3 separate regions of the Sus scrofa genome follow, and regions 2 and 3 are each linked to region 1. Evidence: chromatin contacts called from public promoter capture Hi-C data. All regions are on one chromosome and are shown on one strand. The core of a region is the stretch at or near the end of the contact, and the rest is flanking DNA. Distances in the headings are between cores, read along the strand shown.

The links. Promoter capture Hi-C pulls out the DNA fragments that hold promoters and counts their contacts.
Region 2: a promoter capture Hi-C map of liver shows a contact between it and region 1, with 4 times the contacts expected there. The contact joins two enhancer-like sites. A contact is called at or near these places in 1 of 5 promoter capture datasets (liver), 4 of 47 Hi-C or Micro-C datasets (embryonic fibroblasts, heart right ventricle, liver and 1 more) and 1 of 2 datasets of contacts at active chromatin or transcription factors (skeletal muscle).
Region 3: a promoter capture Hi-C map of liver shows a contact between it and region 1, with 2.6 times the contacts expected there. The contact joins the promoter of USPL1 here to the enhancer-like site in region 1. A contact is called at or near these places in 2 of 5 promoter capture datasets (fetal skeletal muscle and liver), 6 of 47 Hi-C or Micro-C datasets (embryonic fibroblasts, fibroblasts, liver and 1 more) and 2 of 2 datasets of contacts at active chromatin or transcription factors (alveolar macrophages and skeletal muscle).

The regions. Positions count from the first base shown.
Region 1 is chr11:7,149,684-7,152,402 of Sscrofa11.1, forward strand. No RefSeq gene overlaps it. Among named protein-coding and RNA genes, the nearest start is that of HMGB1, 48 kb to the right of the region's middle. Within about 2 kb of position 1,333, at least 12 of the 83 cell types and tissues checked have an H3K27ac peak or open chromatin away from gene starts, as enhancers often do. A contact at or near this core is called in fetal skeletal muscle and liver, where this site is marked.
Region 2 is chr11:6,946,418-6,949,136 of Sscrofa11.1, forward strand. The region is part of intron 2 of LOC106505250 (a long non-coding RNA gene); the gene reads right to left. Among named protein-coding and RNA genes, the nearest start is that of KATNAL1, 120 kb to the right of the region's middle. Within about 2 kb of position 1,359, at least 43 of the 83 cell types and tissues checked have an H3K27ac peak or open chromatin away from gene starts, as enhancers often do. A contact at or near this core is called in liver, where this site is marked.
Region 3 is chr11:7,319,792-7,322,510 of Sscrofa11.1, forward strand. USPL1 (SUMO-specific isopeptidase USPL1) reads left to right here and starts at 1,396. Exons shown (of 9, transcript XM_021065545.1): 1 at 1,396-1,573. It also overlaps a transcript of HMGB1 not described here.

The sequences.
Region 1 (2,719 bases), core at 83-2,582:
TCAGTGGGTTAAGGACCTGGTATTGCCATGAGCTGTGGTGTAGCCTGCAGATGCGGCTCGGATCCGGCGTGGCTGTGGCTGTGGCTGTGGCTATGGTCAGTGGCTACAGCTCCGATTAGACCCCTAGCCTGGGGACCTCCAAGTGCCGTGGGTGTGGCCCTAAAAAGATAAAAAAAAAACAAAAACCTATATAACTGTCACATGCTAATATTATTCAGTCTTTTTAGATCTTGTCGGGGGAGGGGGGAATGAAGAGCAAGGCTCTAGAGACAGACGGACTGTGTCCAATTCTAGCCGAGTCTTTCAGCTCCATGACCTTGGGTTAGATTAACTGACTTTCTGAGCCTCAGTTTCCCCAGGTATAAAATACAGACAATAATTCACATCTACCTTGAAAACCTGTGGCAATTCCTGAGTCACCTACAGGAAAATTCAGGACTCTGAGAGGCACATACTAAATAGCTAATACATATTAACACTTACTATAGGTGAGAATATTCCCACCATGAGTCAGGGTCTCAGGCTCTGTTTGGGGCACAGGAGCTTGTTTTGTAAAGACAGACTCTGCCCTGTAGCTAAAATGTCTGCCTCTCACCTCCACTAACACCTTTAAATGTACGTTTTTAAGCGCCGAGGTAAGAGGGGGAGGATGAGTCAGCAACCAAACATCAAATTAGAGTCAGCGGCATCCTGTCCATAATATAAGAAGCAACACTTGTACTATGAAACAGTATGGATTTTTAAGGAAGAATCATGACAGGAGGGTCTCCATTCTAAACCCACTTAAATAAAGGCACATCAAGCAGAGAAGCAATATATGCCACCATTCAAAAATCCCAAAAGTCACACTGTGCCAAAACTTCAAATCAGGATGAGATCAGTAGACAGAAATCCGAGGGAAAATGAACAAAACTAAAACAAACAAACAAAACCCAACACCTTGCAAAGGAAATCCTAGCTCCTTTTATACCTGTCTGTAGCTGCCCAGGCTTGTTTAACATTGATTAAAAAAAAAAAAAAAAAAAAAAAGCCAAATCAACTTTCACGAACTAATCTATGTGGTTTATAAAAAGGTAATCATTTGCTTTGTCAAACGGTTGGCAGCCTGGCTTCCGATTTTAAATTTTGTCACTCTGAAGAACTGTAATCTTAAAAAATAAGGAAAGTAGAGGCAAACCCTTGCCCTTAACGTTTTCTAGGCTCCCTTGTTTGCTTGAAGTGAGACTCTATTTAATACCTTCAGAATTTGCTCTTGCCTTGAAGCAACAGACAAGTATGTGCTGCTCTGTTCTAAATATGGGAACAGCGAGTCCAAATAGAAGATTGAAGATTTGCTTTGAAGCTTGATGTTGCCACTGCAGAGCCCCTCCCAAACGCTGGCAGCAGGCAGCAGGGCCCTGCAGCAGGAGAGCTCCCTGCTTCTAACAGTAACTTATTAATTCTGGCCTGTGTCTGGTCAGAGGGAAGGTCAGGAATCTGATTTTGACCTTGGGGCTTATAAGAATCCCATGGGAATCCTGAGAAAGGCTGAATGAGTGCTGTGATATTACTAATAATTAATAATGATGATAATGTCCCAAGTTTCTTATTTTAGTGCTTTTTATCTCCCAAAGGTTTCAAATCATTTCACAGACCAATGGGTTCACTCACTGTTGACCTGTAACCGACTCAGCCGTAGACTATTGCCCTGTTGTCAAGAACACAGCCACACTAAGCCTGTTTAAGCATGAACTGAAGAAAGATACCCACTGAAAATTAAAGTGTAAATTTTAGGTAGGCAGGTTATAATTATCCACTTGAAATCAAGCCAAGAAATGAAGTTCAATACCCTTCTTTTGTGAAAAGCACCTGGGCAGCTTTCCTGACCATGAACAGACCTCAGATCTTCAGCTTCTTGTCCCAGGGTTTCTCAACCTCGGCACTATTGACATTTGAGCCTGCATCATTTCTGTTGTGGGGTGTTTAACACCAACCCTGGCTTCAACCTACTAGATGCCAGAAACAACACACACACACACAAAATTGTGACAGCTGAAAATGGATCCAGGGAATTCCCTGGTGGTTCAGTGGGTTAAGGACACTGTGGTACAGGTTAGATCCCTGCCCAGGATGCAGCCAAAATAAACAAATTAATTAAATTTGCCACACATTGCCAAAATGTCACACATTGCCAAATGTCTCCTGGGGGGCGAAAATGCCGAGCTAGGAACCACTCTAACTCTATACAGTTTCAAGGGAGGTTAAAAACTACTGAATGACCAGAGCCTTTCATGGCTCCAGAAAGAGAGACACTTACCTGCTTTTAGGATTCAGAGAAACTTCAGTTATGAAATTGGTCTTCAATGATAATAACTTCAGTTATGAAACTTAGATTATGAAACAGGGACCTGAAATTAGGGTCCCCCCTCCAAAAAAAATTTTTTTTAAACTTGCAACCCTAGACTATTAAATGCACCATCCCCTGGGTATCGGGGGACGCCTTCCTGGCAGGTAACTTCCCCCAGAGGGCTGCTGTAGGTTATAACAAGCTAGCTCAGCGACATCCAGACATGTGCAGAGCCCACCAGCTCTCAGACTTCCTGGAGTCAGGACTCTCCCTCCTGGAATGTACAGTCTCTGTCAAACTGCGGGATGGAGGCCTGCATCTAATCCTCTGAAGACATGGTGATAACCACAGCCCCCTCTCTGACCACAACCTGTGGTCTGCAGCTTCTCACCC
Region 2 (2,719 bases), core at 109-2,608, 200 kb before region 1:
CCGGAGGCATCGTCAGATCCAAGAGTTAAGGGCTCAGCCCCGCAAGATGCCCCACCTCAGACGCCAGCCAAAGGCACGGATCAGACCACCTGACTGTAAATCAGAGGCTCCCGCCCCCACGCTGCGTCCATTCCAACTTTGAGGGGGCTCACGGGACTCAGGAGACGAGTTGATGCACTAGACCACTGGCTTCTTGGGAAGGATAAGAGTCACCAGACAGATGAAGAGATACACGGCTGAGGTTTCAGACAGAGAGGCTTCACGCCCGGTGACGTTTGGGGCCCAGCGTATCGTGGATACGTTCTGGCTCCTCAACTCGGAAGCTCTCAGAACGCCACCCTTTGGGGGTTTTACAGAGGCTCTGTCATATTGGGTGGGCACGAGTGACGAAGCCACTGGCCTTCAGTGATCGATTCACCTCCAGCTGCTCTGCCCCAGGGAGGCTTGGGGTCAGGGGGATGAAGGTTCCAACCCTCTCGTCTGGGGGTTGGTTGTTCTGGGGACCCCACCACCATCCTGCGGCGGCTGAAGGGCTTTCTAAAAGTCACCTCTTGGAGTTCCCGCTGTAGCTCAGCGGAAATGAATCTGATGAGCATCCACGCCAGGGCGTGGGCCCCAGCTGTCTCTTCCTCGGCCCTGGGTCCTTTGCCCCAAGAGCTCTCCTGCTGTAAAGCTGCCCTCCTCCCAGGCCTTTCTCAGCGTATCAAGCTTTAAGCAGCCAAGGTTGAGCCCTGGGCTGGGGACAAAGGTCAGAGTCAAGGCCGACCCAGCCCCAAATCTCATCCTATCCCAAGGCTCCAACCCGGCCCCGCTTCCACCACATACTCTCACACTTTTATTTGGAAAGGCTTTTAAACCTACAGACGACTTGAAAGAAGAGAACAATAAATACGTCTTTCCCCTGGCTCCCCCCGCTGACATCCTGCCACATGCGCCATGGCTCTGTGTCTCTGCCCTGAGCCACAGCCCAGGAGGAAGACAATGACCCAACCCTGTCATTAGTAAGGCTGACTGTGATAACAAGGAGTGACCACGGCCACATCTTCCCACGGAAGAGGCGGCCTTTCCATTCTGTAATTAATGAGAGGCTCATGGAGTGATGCGAACGGAAAGCGAAGCCACAGACCACCTCGCTAAACATCCTCGGGGCCACAGGAGGAAGCCGCGAACGCGGCAGGAAGGTGGCTGGCCTCCTGCTGCTGGAACTGAGATTCTCGCTCCCTTTAGTCTGCGTGAAATCAGGCGTGGAGATGAGGACGAGGACGGGTGTGCGGAGCGAGGGCGCCGCCAGGCTCTGCCTGGGAACCTCTCCCGGTCTTGGAGGGACGTGAAATTACCAAGGCCGGTAGGCGGGGCATCCCGTGTCCTCGTTAGCGGCCAACGGCGCTCAGGCCACCGGCTTCCGGCCTGGCTCTGTCACCGGCTCCCTCCCAGCGCGGGGCGGGCTCTGTGCGTGATGAACGCTTCTGCCTGCCCGGCTCCGAGGGCGAATCCGGGGCCCGTGTTCCTTTTATCACCGTTTTATACTCGTCAGGGTTGTTAAGTCATTTGGTATCCCAGGCAACCTGAAAGCAGCTCCCGGACGTTTTAACCCCAAAAAAGACAGTGCCAAGGGAAGAAAGACCTGTCCTTGCCAGGTGCCACTGTCGCATGCTCGCAGAAGCTAATGGATAACCTTTCAGGGGACGACTCCGCAGGGGCTGGGTGATGTCTCCGTATGTCTCGGGCTCCGGGTGGGGGGAGACGATGTCAGAGGAGACCAGCTCTGTAAGCACAGCTCTTTTTTCCAGCTATGCAAACAGACTTCTGTGAGCGTTTCCGCGGGGGACCCACAAGTTTCCCCTTCCGCCCAAAGGCAGGTTAATCTTGAGATGGTTCGGCCATGGTCATGCGATGTTGTCAGTGGTCTCCTGACACGTCCAGAGGACCCCCCCCCCCCGGACCCAAGCCCCTTCCAGAGGGCACCTCCAGCCCCACCACCCCTGACTTCGGAGCCGCCAAGTGCCCCCAAGCCAGGCTGCCTGCAGAGCTGCGCCCCACTCCGCCCACCCAGCAGCCTCTTTCGCAGCTTCCTTTGAAACCTTGCCCTGGAGTTCAGCTTCAGGATTCCTGTAAGTGCCCAGACAGAGAACCTCAGATGTCATGATTTTTCAGGCCCTCCATTCATAAAACACTGGGCTGTTTCCACGTGGGGTGTCTTGTTCCTCCCAAGAATGGAAACAGAAGAAGCTGCCAAGCCTGAGTCCCCGGGAGTCATGAACCGCATCCCCACCCCACCCCAGGATGGCGAGGCTCTGCGGCCCCAGGTCTGTACACGCGGAGGGAAAAGGAAAAGGATGTTGGAGCCTCCCGGGCCAGCAGACCCTCTGATAGACGCGTTCTTGCGGCGGAGAGTAGCCTGGGAACCCCTCGCTGCTTTTAAGCGCATCACGGGCAGGGAGGCGCGGGCTGCACAGCTGCCCACGCAGCGGAGGGCCCTGGGCACGGCAGAGCCCGGCGTCGTGCGCCCTCCGCGGTGGCACCTCTGCCGCAGCTATGGCAAGGCCCGATCCTTTTAACCCCCGTGCGGGGCTGGGGATCAAATCCGCGCCTCTGCAGTGACCTGAGCCACGGCAGTTGAATTCTCAACCCCCTGCGCCGCTGCAGGAATTCCCACTGTTTAGGTTCTTCTTATGCATACTAAAATTCCCTGTCCACAATTTAGTCCATCTGGGAGAAA
Region 3 (2,719 bases), core at 146-2,645, 170 kb after region 1:
ACATTCTCATATTTTCATCATAATTCATCAAAATAAAAAACCTAATTAGCAAGATCTTACAACAAATATACCAGCACATTAGTAATCTAGTACAACAAAAAGGTAAACAAAAGCTATTTTTCAGTCTAGCGAAAAACAAAACAAACTCCCTGTTGGATTTCTTGGCTATCTGCATTCAGAAGTACGGAAAACTGAACTCCTCAGTGAAGAATTCCTTGGTACACGGGACCTACTTCCTCTACCCTATCAAAATTTTCAGCAGTATTCCAGAATATAACGATTTAGTTTGGGACCAATAATAAAAAAGCCCCATAGTCCAAAATGCCAATAGTGGTTCTTCTGTACTGAAACGGTCAGAAACTACATATTGTTATTCCTGGACACAGAACCAATCGAGCGAAGGACTTCTGGAATATGCTGCCCGCAAGATTCAGAATGCAGACTCAGAAATAGCACACGAGATCACGATGTCCCCTAAGCCACATGACCTTCCTATGAAAGCAGAGCCTTAAACTTATAGACTACACGACAACTCCCCCTTTCCCTGAGTTAAAACAAGGCAGGGCAGCTGACAAGAGTGCAGCAGGGACCCTCCGGCTACTGATAAGTAAGAAAGGGTCCTGGCGCTCAAAGTCCCTGCGCTTTGGCTACTCCCCTTACCGTTAGAAGATCTGGGAGGGAGCAAAGGAGGAGAAACACCCAGAATCCTGGTGGAAAAGCCCCTGGCCTCGCAGATGGGGTTTAGGGAGACAGGGAGGGGCAGCTCCGTGTGTGGTGACCCTTTGTGAACACGCAATGTGGCAGCTCGGCTCCCACTGAGGCTTTAGGAGAGCGAACTACGGGGGCCTTGCGCAGCCCGCCGTCGAGGAGACCTCGTTGCTGCAGGGGGGCGCCGGCCAAGAGCCTCCATCACACCCTCCGCCTGCTGGGTAGCCCTTCCTCCTCGCCCGCCCGGCCACCCACCCAAGTCACTCAAGGGCGCATCAGCTTCCGACCCGGGCTCGCATCGCTAGTGCGCAACGGGACGCGCGCCTGCCTCTTAGCGTAATCCCTCCGCTGCCGGCTGCGCACTAGTTTTAATCACGCCCCACCCCCTGGTCGCTGGCGTCACCTCCACCACTCAAGCGCTTTCCATCAGCTTCCAGAAATGTCGCCTCCCCAAACCCAGCCACTCACAGAAGGCGGACTCTGCAGGCACCGGCCCCGCCCCTGAAGCTGCGGCTGCGGCTGCCAGCCGGGTGATTAAGGTATTAGGGTAGAGTTACAGCCCCGCCTCTCTGCGGAGGCCGGCCGGAAGTGTTCCGTTCCTCATCCTCCCCGCCACACTTACGTCCTTCCAGGCCCCGCGCGGAGCAGGAAGGGGAACTTTTTAGCGGCGGACTCTAGCCGGAAGCTGCTTTCCTAGCGGAGGGGCCGGTGGGGGAGGAGCAGGCAGGGTGGAACGTGGGTTGAACGTTGCACTCGTGGTGTGGAGCTCAGGCTGGAACAGGAGTTTGGAGGAAGCTGGTACGAAGAAGTGGAGAGTCCGCTGAGGATAAAAGAGCAGACGGAATAGTTTCCTTCGGCTGCCGAAGTAAGGAAAAGGGACAGAGCTGGGCGACCCATGGGATAGTCGGCTCGCCGAAAGGATGGGCTAAGCTGGGAGGGGGAAAGGGTGGGACTAGGTTTTGGTGGGAAGGTTTGGTGATTAAGGTATTAGGGTAGAGTTACAGATACGTTTGCACTCAAGAGAGGTAAAAACTGAAGAGAAACCAGAGGTCCCCCCCCTCCCCCGCCCCAAAGAGCATGGAGATGGGGAGAGTTAACAGAACCTTGCGCCTCCTCGGGTTTCCAAGATTGGGTTTCGAAACTGTCGTCTGTTAGTCTGTGATTCAGGACTGCTGGGTTGGGTACCAAATAGGTCTGGGCGGCGAAAGCCGACCCCATTCCTCGGTTTCAAGTCTGTTGTGGCCTCACCTTTGACAGTTCGTTTGCTGAGCCCACCTGGTCTTGGAGGGAAAGCTTCGAACAGACGGTTCTCTGGGTTTCCCCATTTTGCACACGGGCTGTGAGTTAAGCTTAATTGCTTCTTTCACTATCCCCAGGGCCAGATTTACACTTTCGTTGTGCTGTGACTGGGTCCATACTGGTCTAGTAATTCACACGCAGGCTTCTGGAGCATAGTCGAAGTAATGAAGCGGGGAGAGGTCAGGAAAAAGATGCTGGAGGTGAAATGGAGTAGAGGAGAAGACTGGAAAGCCATTGGTGTCAGTTCAGTGAGCTTTAGGTCATAGCACTACCTTTAGGTTGTACTGAGCTGTTTGGATTTTCCCATGATCAGAGTGAAGTCAGTAGATGGTTTTAAGCTGAGCAGCAGCAGACTCCAGACTTGTTTTATAGAAGCATCACTTTGGCAGTGATACAGAGTGAGGATGGGATGGAAAGAGAGGTGGAGATTTGAGATGCTTCCAAAGAACTATCCATAGAATTTGATGTTTTTCACTAAATGATGAAGAGGGAAATGAAAGAGTAAAGAACCGCTCAAATTTTCTAGTATGCGTGTTTGTAAGAATGGAGGTGCCAAAGTATATATGAGAGAGAAGGAGAGGAGCAGGTGATTTTTGAAGAGAGGACAACGAAAGCAGTCATTTAAGGCCAAATAAAGTTGTAAGAATCACTCCAGGGTTTTGTACATAGAACACAGTAAATCGTATTTGGAAGAACTGAATAGCCAGCCTCT